2 separate regions of the Mus musculus genome follow, and region 2 is linked to region 1. The links are chromatin contacts, called in public ChIA-PET maps. All regions are on one chromosome and are shown on one strand. The core of a region is the stretch at or near the end of the contact, and the rest is flanking DNA. Distances in the headings are between cores, read along the strand shown.

Region 1 (4,859 bases), core at 1,011-3,510:
GATGGTCCTGGAGGAGAGCAGAGGGCCTGCTGGGAAGGGAGGAGGGCCTTAGCTTAGGAGCGTGACCTCAGACCTGTGTTCTTAGCCCAGGAATGTGGCTCTGCTAGTCAAGGCTGACCTCTGTGGAGGCTGACCTACTTAGCTGTTTTCTGTGATACCTGGTGAGCGTCACAGCAGGACAAGCTGGAGATGGTATCTAGTAGGATGCTTGTATTCTCAGATTTTTTTCATTTATTTATTTATTTTGTTCATTCATTCATTTAATTTACATCATCCCTCCTCCAAGTCCTCCTCACACAGCCTCCTCCCCTCTCCCCCTACCCCCTTCTCTGAGAAGGGGGAGGTCCCCCCTGGGTATCAACCCACTCTGGTGCCTCAAGTCACCACAGGACTATGTAATCTTTTCCCACTGAAGCCAGATAAGCCAGCCCAGTTAGGGGAGCAGGCTCCACAGGCAGGCAACAGACTTAGGGATGGTCCCCTCTCCAGTTGTTGGGGAACCTGTATGAAGACCAGGCTGCACATCTCTGTGTGTGTGTGTGTGGGGGGGGGGTGGCTAGTTCTAGCCCTTGTATGTTCTTGGGTTGGTGGTTCAGTCTCTGGGAACCCTCAACGGTTCAGGTTAGTTGAGTCTGCTGGTCTTCCAGTGGAGTCCCTGTCCTCTCCAGGTTTAATGGGAAAGAAGACATGAGGTGCCTTCAGGAGCATGCTCAACTATGGATATATTTGAATCTACATGAACAAGGAATAGTTTATTAGTAAAATGTGTAACCTTCACTTCTAGCTCCAAAGACTGCATGCATTTTCAAAGAGCCTTCTTATTTAGTTTTCAGAAATAATCTTTGCATTCTGAGGAGTTCCATAGCTCTTTTTAACAGATAATTGGGATTATAAATCAAACTTTGGAAGGGAAGCCAGGAGTCATGTCTCACACTTGTAATCCCAGCAATTTGGAGATGGAGGCAGTGGGATTAGGAGCTGAAGGTTATCCTAAGCTTCAGAGTTTGAGGCCAGCATGGGCTCCATTAAATTCTGACTCAGAAAAACCAAACCAGACATTTTAAACTAGGGAAACCTTTTTACCTGTGAAGATATTGTTTATAGTATTTAATTTTTTAAGGAACTTAAACCATGTGTGTGTATGTGTGTGCCACATGTTTGTGCATGAGTATGCATGTGTGTGTCACATGTGTGTGCATGTGTAGCACATGTGAATGCCTGAAGATCTGGGGTTATGGGTGGTTGTGAGTTGCCTTCCGTGGGTGCTGGAATCAGGCCCAGGTCCTAACAGCTAAGCCATCTCTCCAGTCCAAGATCTGAAAACAATGTGTTTGTGTATGTGTGTGTCTGTGTATGGATGTCTAGTACCTAAGGAGGCCAGAAGAAGGTATCAGACCCCCTGGAGCTGGGGTAACAGGCGGTTGTGAAGCCTTCCTATGTGGGTGCTAAGAACTCTGGTCCTCTACAAGAACAGCAGTGGGTTTAGCCGCTGACTGACTCTCCAGTCTGAAGATAAACTTTTTTGTATCTCTGGAGAGGCAGTGTTTTCCAGAGGTTGTTTGCGCAATCACTCTTGGGAAGTTTGGGGGTATGCATGAGGCTCTGGGCCCCTCGTTCCTCAGCTTCTCCACATTTTAGTTTGCAGGCTCCATGTGAGATAAAGAAGCTATCATGCCTAAGCAAAACTGGGAGAAACAATGTTTTAAAAAGTGGAGATTTTTGCATAATTGTTTATCAGCCAAAAGAAAACAAACAAATAACAACAAGAAACACCCCAAACCACATCATACTTCTGTTGTCAGAAGAACTCTTGAAGTTGTTGGAAACATGGGCGCTCACAAGTGCACGCACACACACGTACGGACACACACACACACACACGTACGGACACACACGTACGGACACACACACGTACGGACACACACACACACACACACACACGTACGGACACACACACACACACACACGTACGGACACACACACACACACACACACGTACGGACACACACGTACGGACACACACACACACACGTACGGACACACACGTACGGACACACACACACACACACACACACACACACACACACACACACGTACGGACACACACACGCGTACGGACACACACACGTACGGACACACACACACACACACACACACACACACACACACGTACGGACAGCTTCCTATTTAGAGTATCTAGAGAGGCTAAAGTTGCCTAGTCATTCTCCGCCTCTGTGTGTTTTTGCCAACTTCTGACAGACTTGCCCACAGGAAACGCCTGAGGGTCACAGCCGGCTTCCTGGTGAGCTCTTTGATGCCCAACACCTGTCTGTGGTTGTGGTTGGAGACTGTTTTCTTCAATGGCATTTCCATTCGCAGGCTCACACTCATTTTCAAGATGTAGTCAAAGAATGAAAACCCTAACCCTTCATTTCCTATGTTAGGAAGTACTAAGAGTTTTGTGTCCCATTTTGTCAATTTAGATTCCAAGCTTGGGCCATCTTGATTGGCCCTGTGGTATCTTGAGCAATGAAAGCAGCCTGGGATGGAGGTGATGCAGGTGTGGCGGGGAACACCTCCACACTCTCTGGCCTCGCAGATAAAATTTATATGTAGTGATACTGAAAGTGCAAGATGAAAACTCATGACTCATAAACAGTTGTATGCTTAGTCCCAGGTTCTCTTCTGGTTTGTTGCTGATACCCTTTTTATAATCAATAGAAATGAACCATAGATAGTGTTAGAAAGTTGATAAAAAAAACCATGCAAGTTCTTGTGGTTTAGTAGTAAGGCACCTTGTTAAATATATGGATACGATTAAGAATGTGTGTGTATGTGTGTGGGCTGGAGAGATGGCTCAGTGGATAAGAGCACTGACTGCTCTTCCAAAGGTCCTGAGTTCAAATCCCAGCAACCACGTGATGGCTCACAACCACCCACAATGAGATCTGATGCCCTCTTTTGGTGTGTCTAAAGACAGCTACAGTGTACTTACATATAACAATAAATAAATCTTTAAAAAAAAAAAGAATGTGTGTGTGTTATGTGTGTGTCTGTGTCTCTGTGCGTGTGTTGTGTATGTGTGTGTTGCGTGTGTGTCTGTGTCTCTGTGTGTGTTATGTGTGTGTGTCTGTGTGTGTAGGCCAGCGCTCAGCATCTTCCACAGCCACTCCCCATTTTATTGTTTAAGACTAAGACATTCACTGACCTCGGAACTGCCAGCTTAAGGACCCCCTCAGACTGGCCAGTGAGCCCCAGCAAATCTGTCTCCACCTCTTAAGCTCGGCATAGCAGGCAGATATGTGTGCTTGCTTTTATGTGGTGCAGGGAGCCTCAGGTCCATTTCCTTAGCTGTGAGACTTTTATTTCTAAACTCACACCTCATTGTGGCCCGAAGACAGTAGAATGCTTTCTAGTCGGTGGGTTCAAGGACAATATGATAGCTGTTTAACTTTGGGTTTGTCTTTCTGATAGATTGCCAGGACCCCAGGGTGAAATATCAGGTGTGATGCATAGGGGTCCAGCACTGCAGTCTGCATTGCTAAATACAAATTAACGGATCCTTCTCAGGTAAATGACGCGTACTGTCTTGTCCTCTTAGGGCTCTGGAACTTCATCCGTTCTCAGTGAAGCCTCTTCTGCGGCGAGCAATGGCCTATGAGACCTTAGAGCAATACAGGAACGCATATGTGGACTATAAAACAGTGCTGCAGATAGATTGTGGGATCCAGCTGGCGAGCGACAGTGCTAACAGGTAAGCTAGTCTGAGGTCACCCTCTGGGGGCCTCTGTTATAGAAGGATCACGCTACCTACCCCGTGTCCTGGGTGAAAACTCATTTTATGTCAACACCCACTCTTGCCAGCTTGATTTCTAATGATTCCCTCGTATTTCTTAGCTTTATCCTCTCACATCTGTATATTTATTTCTGTGAAGTTACTTCATCTTGACAACATGTGTACAGCTTCCATGTGCTTCTTCAGTCTGGGTGTTAGAAGGTGTTTTTGTGGATGTCTAAGTCACACACCAGGGCAGACTCTAAGTAGGTGCTGTGAGCAGATGGCTGTACACATCCCACAGGGCTCATGGGTTCTTGTGGGTAGCACATGTGTCACCATGCATGCTTCTTGCACCTGCTCATGTGTCCTTGTAAGCAGACGCCCAGAAGGAGGAAGAGATGGGGAGGAGGAGGAAGAGGAGGAGGAACAAAAGGAGGAGGAGGAAGAGGAAGAAGAGGAGGAGGAAGAGGAGGAACAACAAAAGGAGGAGGAGGAAGAGGAAGAAGAGGAGGAATAAGAGGAGGAGGAACAAAAGGAGGAGGAGGGATAAAATAACTGAGAGTTTGATCTAATTAAAATTCTGACCGACTCATCTCCTGAGGGAGAATGAGACAGCAAGTGCCTTCCGACCTGACGCGGGCTGGAAGCGAACATAGTGCATGGCCCTGGGCTCAACCCTAACAACACACACGTCATAATACTCAGCATAAACTAAAGCTATGCATCAGATAACTCTTTGTAGTTACACATAGTATTTTCTAATTCCATTTTCCCAAATGGCCGCTTCTCAGAATTCCTGGGCTGTCCTGGACCCTGTGTGCTGGTCTTAGTGTGCTGTGCACACATCTGCAAAAGGCAAAAGGCAGGTCTCAGTGGCGTGGTCTCTGCCTCTCAGCAAGCTAGAATATAGTTAGGGGACAGCGTAAGATTGAAGACCCCAGGTAGGACCGAGTGATGAACAGTGAGATGGATGGATTGTAGCTGGCTCTGGCCACATAGCCATGGCTACTGCAGAGGAACCACTAGAAGTATCTCTGACGAGTGCTGAGAGAGTGCCAGAAGGATGTGAGCACAGCTGGAC
Region 2 (4,859 bases), core at 1,106-3,605, 120 kb after region 1:
CAGTGTGGCAGGGCAGGCTGCCTGGGGATGAGTTTTAGTACCAGCACTTGCTAGCAAGGCGACCTTGTTTCTGGGAGAGATAAATGACATGATTGCTGCACAGAAAGCAGCATAGCATTTGGCTCAAGAAATGAACACAGATTCCCATCAGTTCTTCCTTGGACGTCTTTCCTGGTGCTGCTCTATGGCTCCAGCCACTGCCTAGTGTTGCATCACCTTAGGCTAAGTTCACAGCTATCTCTGTAGTATAGTTCAAACTCGGAGAGAATACTTTAAAGTATAACAAAATATCTCAAAGCTGGGTGATCATGAGGAAGGCTCACCATAGTGGCACAGTGTGGAGGTTGACTAGAGACATGGTAAGTTGGAAGAACGACAGACATTCCTTCTAGGTGGATGCTAGGCAGCAAAGCTTGGAACAGCATGAAAATAAGGCCAGAGCAAAACAAAGCAAATATAACTTTTAAAGACTTGTATTGTATTGTTATAGCTTTCTTCCCACCCACTGTCTAGATTTTCTTAGGACATCTGGTATACCCCGTCCTAACATGTTTTCATTCCTGGTGGTGACCTTTACCACCTAGAAATGCAAGCTAGCTGGATAGCACAACTCCAGTGAAGCAATAGGGCATACTTATTACTTCATGGTTCACATGCCCCAGATCCTAATTTCACTTTTTTCAAAACAGCACAAGAATCTCCTCTCTCTCTCTCTCTCTCTCTCTCTCTCTCTCTCTCTCTCTCTCTCTCTCTCTCTCTCTCTCTCAGAGTCTAGTGTAGTTTACAAACGACTGGAATCAATTGGCAGAAGCCTTCCAAACTGTGTACCCAAATAAATGGCTACTCTTCATAAGTTGATCTGTCACAGACATTCATCACAATACCAGAAATGTGATTAGTGTACCTCACACAAATGGTGGGAAACTAACACAAGTAGACTTGTTTATAACACTAGGGGAGGATTGCTACTTTGATCTCAAAGTCAAATGTAGTCTGGCCTAACTGCCAGCCAAGCTACAGACCCAGACAAGAGAACTTCACTCCCCAGTGACAAAAAACATAAAGCAAAGGACTCTCAGCTGGCTGAGGATGGAAGAATGCAATCTAAGGAAAATCCCTGTCAGTTATGAACCCACCTTTAAGTAATTGGCATCTATGCATCTGGGATGTTCACCACTGGATAAGACTGAACTAGCCCAGGCACCATCAAGAAGGGATGCTAGAGGGAGGAGGTGGGAAGAGCTGTTATCAGGAGACAATTTGGTCTTTAGAACATAAATCCTCCCAGTGGGTAGAGATCGTGGGAAGATCTGCAGGAAATGTTGTCAGGGTACCACTTCCCAAGTCCATGTTTCCTGGGGATAATTTAAAAGTTTAAAATTGGAAAAGGAGCCAGACAGGGACATGGTGGCACATGCTGTAATCCCAACACATGGGAGGGAGGTGGAGGCAGAAGGATTAACAGTTCAAGGCCAGCGTTTGCTTCCTAAGACCCTGTCTCAAAGCAAAACAAACAAACAAACAATCAACTAATCCCAAACAAAAAGTCAGACAGAAAATGAGATGACCCAATGTGGGAACGGTGATAGAGCTACTCTAAATTGTACAGTGCCCTGGATTTAACTTTCAACATCAAGATAAACAAACAGACAACAAACAAATAAGAGCAGAGAATAAGCAGATCTGAATCTATATTAGTTTCACTTTGAACAGTCATAGGCCTTATGGGTGAAAAGGAAAAACAGATTTAGTAAAAGACAATGTTAACAGTGTGAGAAAGAGGCACCTGAGCTTCATGTATTACTCAAGAGGAGCTTGGAATGATTCTGTGAGTGTGACATGGAGCTAAGAAGGATAAGAGGTCAGATGTGGGATGAGGAAGAGAGAGGAAACAAAATGCACTCATAGTCCTGGTATCAAGGGAGACGAGATAAAGGCAAAGTAACCCAAAACTTCCTGTGTGACAGGAGTAGATGGAGGCAGAGTAGTGAGTGGAGAGACCCCAACAGGTCGAACTCCCCCTGAGAGACAGAGTCTACGGACATGGCTGGACATGGGGTTACAGCCCATCTTAACTAGAAAAAGGAATGTTTGATGTGGATCTAGAAAGACATGGAGAGCTGACAGTCAGGTGTAGGGATTAGCAGCATTTCAAGAGGAGAGTCCATCTAAGACAAGCATGGAGGGCTTGGTGAGAGAGCTGAGACAGGAGAGTGGAGGGAAATCTCAGATTCTCCACACTAGAGGATTTAATCTGTTTTCATCACTGGACTGAGACATCTGAGACTAGGTAACTTCATGAGGAAAGTAGGTTTGCTTTGGCAGATGAAAACCAGCATCTGTTGTGGCATTCTCCACCCCCCCCACTTCCTCTCCCTCGCCCCCTCCCTCTCCTCCCCGCCCCCCATGAAACTGGCTCTCATGAAGCTTTCCTGTGCCTTGAATTCACTATAGTCCAGAATAGCATGAGTCTCTTCCTTCAGTCTCCTGAGTGCTGGATTGGAGGGGGTGCACCATACCTAGCTTTTAGCCTTCTAGTTAGCATAGTCCTCAGCTGGCGAAGAACTCTACACACTAAGCGGTAGGAAACATATGCACGGCTCTTTTGGTCTCCTTTTTAAAAGATGTTCTATCATGGAGTCCCCAGTCTGCACTTATATATTTTGGAGCATGTGGCATGACGTGTGTGTGGAGGTCAAAGGACAGCTGGCAGGAGTCAGTTCCTTCTTTTCACCTGTGGTCCTGGAGATCATGATCCGGTTATCAGAGCTAAGTCATCCCTCCAGCTCACGTCTGTGCCTTTTTTATACCTTACAGTGTGAATTATCTTAATACAAGAGCTCTGCTAGAGCAGACTCAAAGCAGCACCAGGGTACAGAGGTTTGCTTTGGCTTGCAGAAGAGGAGAAGGACTCTCACGGCGTGCAGGGTGGAGAAGATGGATGAGAGAGAACTTAGGCAGTATCGTAACTGGGCATATGAAAGCAAATGGAACAGAAGTGTGTTCTACTGCTGTGGATTGGTTTTTACATCAAGTAGGAGAAAGCTTCCAGACTTAAGCAAACAGAATTATTTCTGTCTCCTGTGAAGGTTCAGTTAGGAAGTCTGGAGCCAGCTACTTGTTCTACAGAATCCTCAAGGCCCAAGAGCTCTGGGCTCTGCCTGGGCAGTCAATGTCTGTACCAGAAAGCAAGATGGGGGAGCAAGAAAGAAATGAGAGGGCAGAGAATTGAACCAGGGTTCACAGCATACTCATCTCAGAGCTTAACAAAATGGCCACATCCGGCAAGGGCACCTGGGAAATGAAGCACCTTGTATCTATATTCCCAGCCATGGATGCTGTCACTGACTGGGAAAGGAAGACCAGTAAGGAATTCCATCATCAAATCTAAAGAGGAAGGATAAGAGTCTGTAATCATAGTGGCAGCTAATTATTCTCTGGACCTTCGTAAAAAAGAATTTTCAAATCGAGTTTTCCATCCTAGAATCTTGTTTCTAAGCTAATTACCCTTGAAGCAAAATCACCTTACAGACAAGTGCTTCGCATCAAGTAGCCAAGGCTACCCATGCTGCTAAGAGGGTTGGTGTGCCCAGGTCTTCATGACCCTACCTTGGTAACCCTTCCTCTGAGCTTCTCTTAAATGGAGAATAAATTCCATTACCATATGTTGTTCAATACAGAGATCCCCAGCCCAGAGAGCAATTTCCAGCCTTTATTATTCTTGTTTTTTTTTTGATGAAGCAGCTAAGGTCCCTGGCTCCTCTACATTAGAGACGTCCCAGTGGTCTCCCTCCATGGGGTACCCTGCCCACCACAGCCTGAAGCACCTTCCTAAGCCTCTGCTGAGACAACAGTTACTGTGCTCCACCGGTGGCTAACGTGTCCTGTGTGTGCTCCTTTCATTTGTTAGGTTGTTTGTTTGGGGTCCTGGGGACAGAATGTGGGGCTTTCTGTGTTGTAGGCAGGACCCTACCACTAAGCTATACCTCCAGTTCTTCCTTAAAACAACTCCTCGTTCTGGCCTCAAACTCTCATCCCCGGAGCTGCTGTCATTGATTTCTGGCTTGTGGGAGGCAAATATGAAGGGTATTCTGTACCTTCCCTCTCCCTTTCTGGCCTCTGTCTTCTGTTTCTATCTCTGTGGTTGGTCCATTCACCTAAGTGATATGACAGAGCTTTGTATTTAAACAGAAGCCAGTTTCCAGCTGGAATGTTAAGAACACCAGAGAGTACCACAACTGCAGTCTTACTGATAAGGATAAACATATGCTCACTACTACCACATGGATAAAGTAAGGGTGGACAACCAATAAGGGTTTGGAGGAGGGGTTAGAGAGATGGCTCAGCAGTTAAGAACACTGGCTACTATTTCTGAGGTCCTGAGTTCAATTTCCAGCACCCACACAGTGGCTCACAGCCATCGTAATGGAATCCGATTCCCTTCTCTGGTATACATGAAAACAGAGCAATCCTGTGCATAAATAAATCTTTAAAAAGGGGGACAGGGGTTAGAAGTGCAAGCAAACCATTGTCTCTTCGCTGTACTGGGGTATCTCACTTATATCAACTGCTTTTTAGGCTTTATTTATTTACTTAATTTATTTATCTTTCGTTTGTTGTGTTTTGAGACAAGGTCTCCCTCTATAGCCCTGACCTGCCTGGTCTCACTCTGTAGAGATCTGCCTGCCTATGCTTCCTGTGTGCTGGAATTAAAGACATGTGGCACTATGTCTACCTAAATATTTTTAATTTAATTTTTTTGGGTGTGTGTACAAGTGTTTTGCCTGCACATATGTGTGTGCACAACAGGAGTACATGGTACCTTGGAGTAATGAAGATGTTTGATTCCCTGGAACTAG

What was found. ChIA-PET counts read pairs in DNA pulled down with a chosen protein or histone mark.
Region 2: an RNA polymerase II ChIA-PET map of effector CD8 T cells shows a contact between it and region 1, with 12 read pairs. The contact joins two enhancer-like sites. A contact is called at or near these places in 1 of 39 promoter capture datasets (hippocampal neurons), 3 of 115 datasets of contacts at active chromatin or transcription factors (effector CD8 T cells, memory CD8 T cells and pancreatic cancer cells) and 2 of 9 other capture datasets (adipose tissue and liver).

The regions. Positions count from the first base shown.
Region 1 is chr15:36,212,566-36,217,424 of GRCm38.p6, forward strand. Spag1 (sperm associated antigen 1) reads left to right here. Exons shown (of 20, transcript NM_001359982.1): 14 at 3,602-3,754. Among named protein-coding and RNA genes, the nearest start is that of Gm41293, 3.9 kb to the left of the region's middle. Within about 2 kb of position 2,261, at least 84 of the 459 cell types and tissues checked have an H3K27ac peak or open chromatin away from gene starts, as enhancers often do. A contact at or near this core is called in effector CD8 T cells and memory CD8 T cells, where this site is marked.
Region 2 is chr15:36,334,711-36,339,569 of GRCm38.p6, forward strand. The region is part of intron 4 of Gm38600 (a long non-coding RNA gene); the gene reads left to right. Among named protein-coding and RNA genes, the nearest start is that of Gm33826, 6.2 kb to the left of the region's middle. Within about 2 kb of position 2,356, at least 22 of the 459 cell types and tissues checked have an H3K27ac peak or open chromatin away from gene starts, as enhancers often do. A contact at or near this core is called in effector CD8 T cells and memory CD8 T cells, where this site is marked.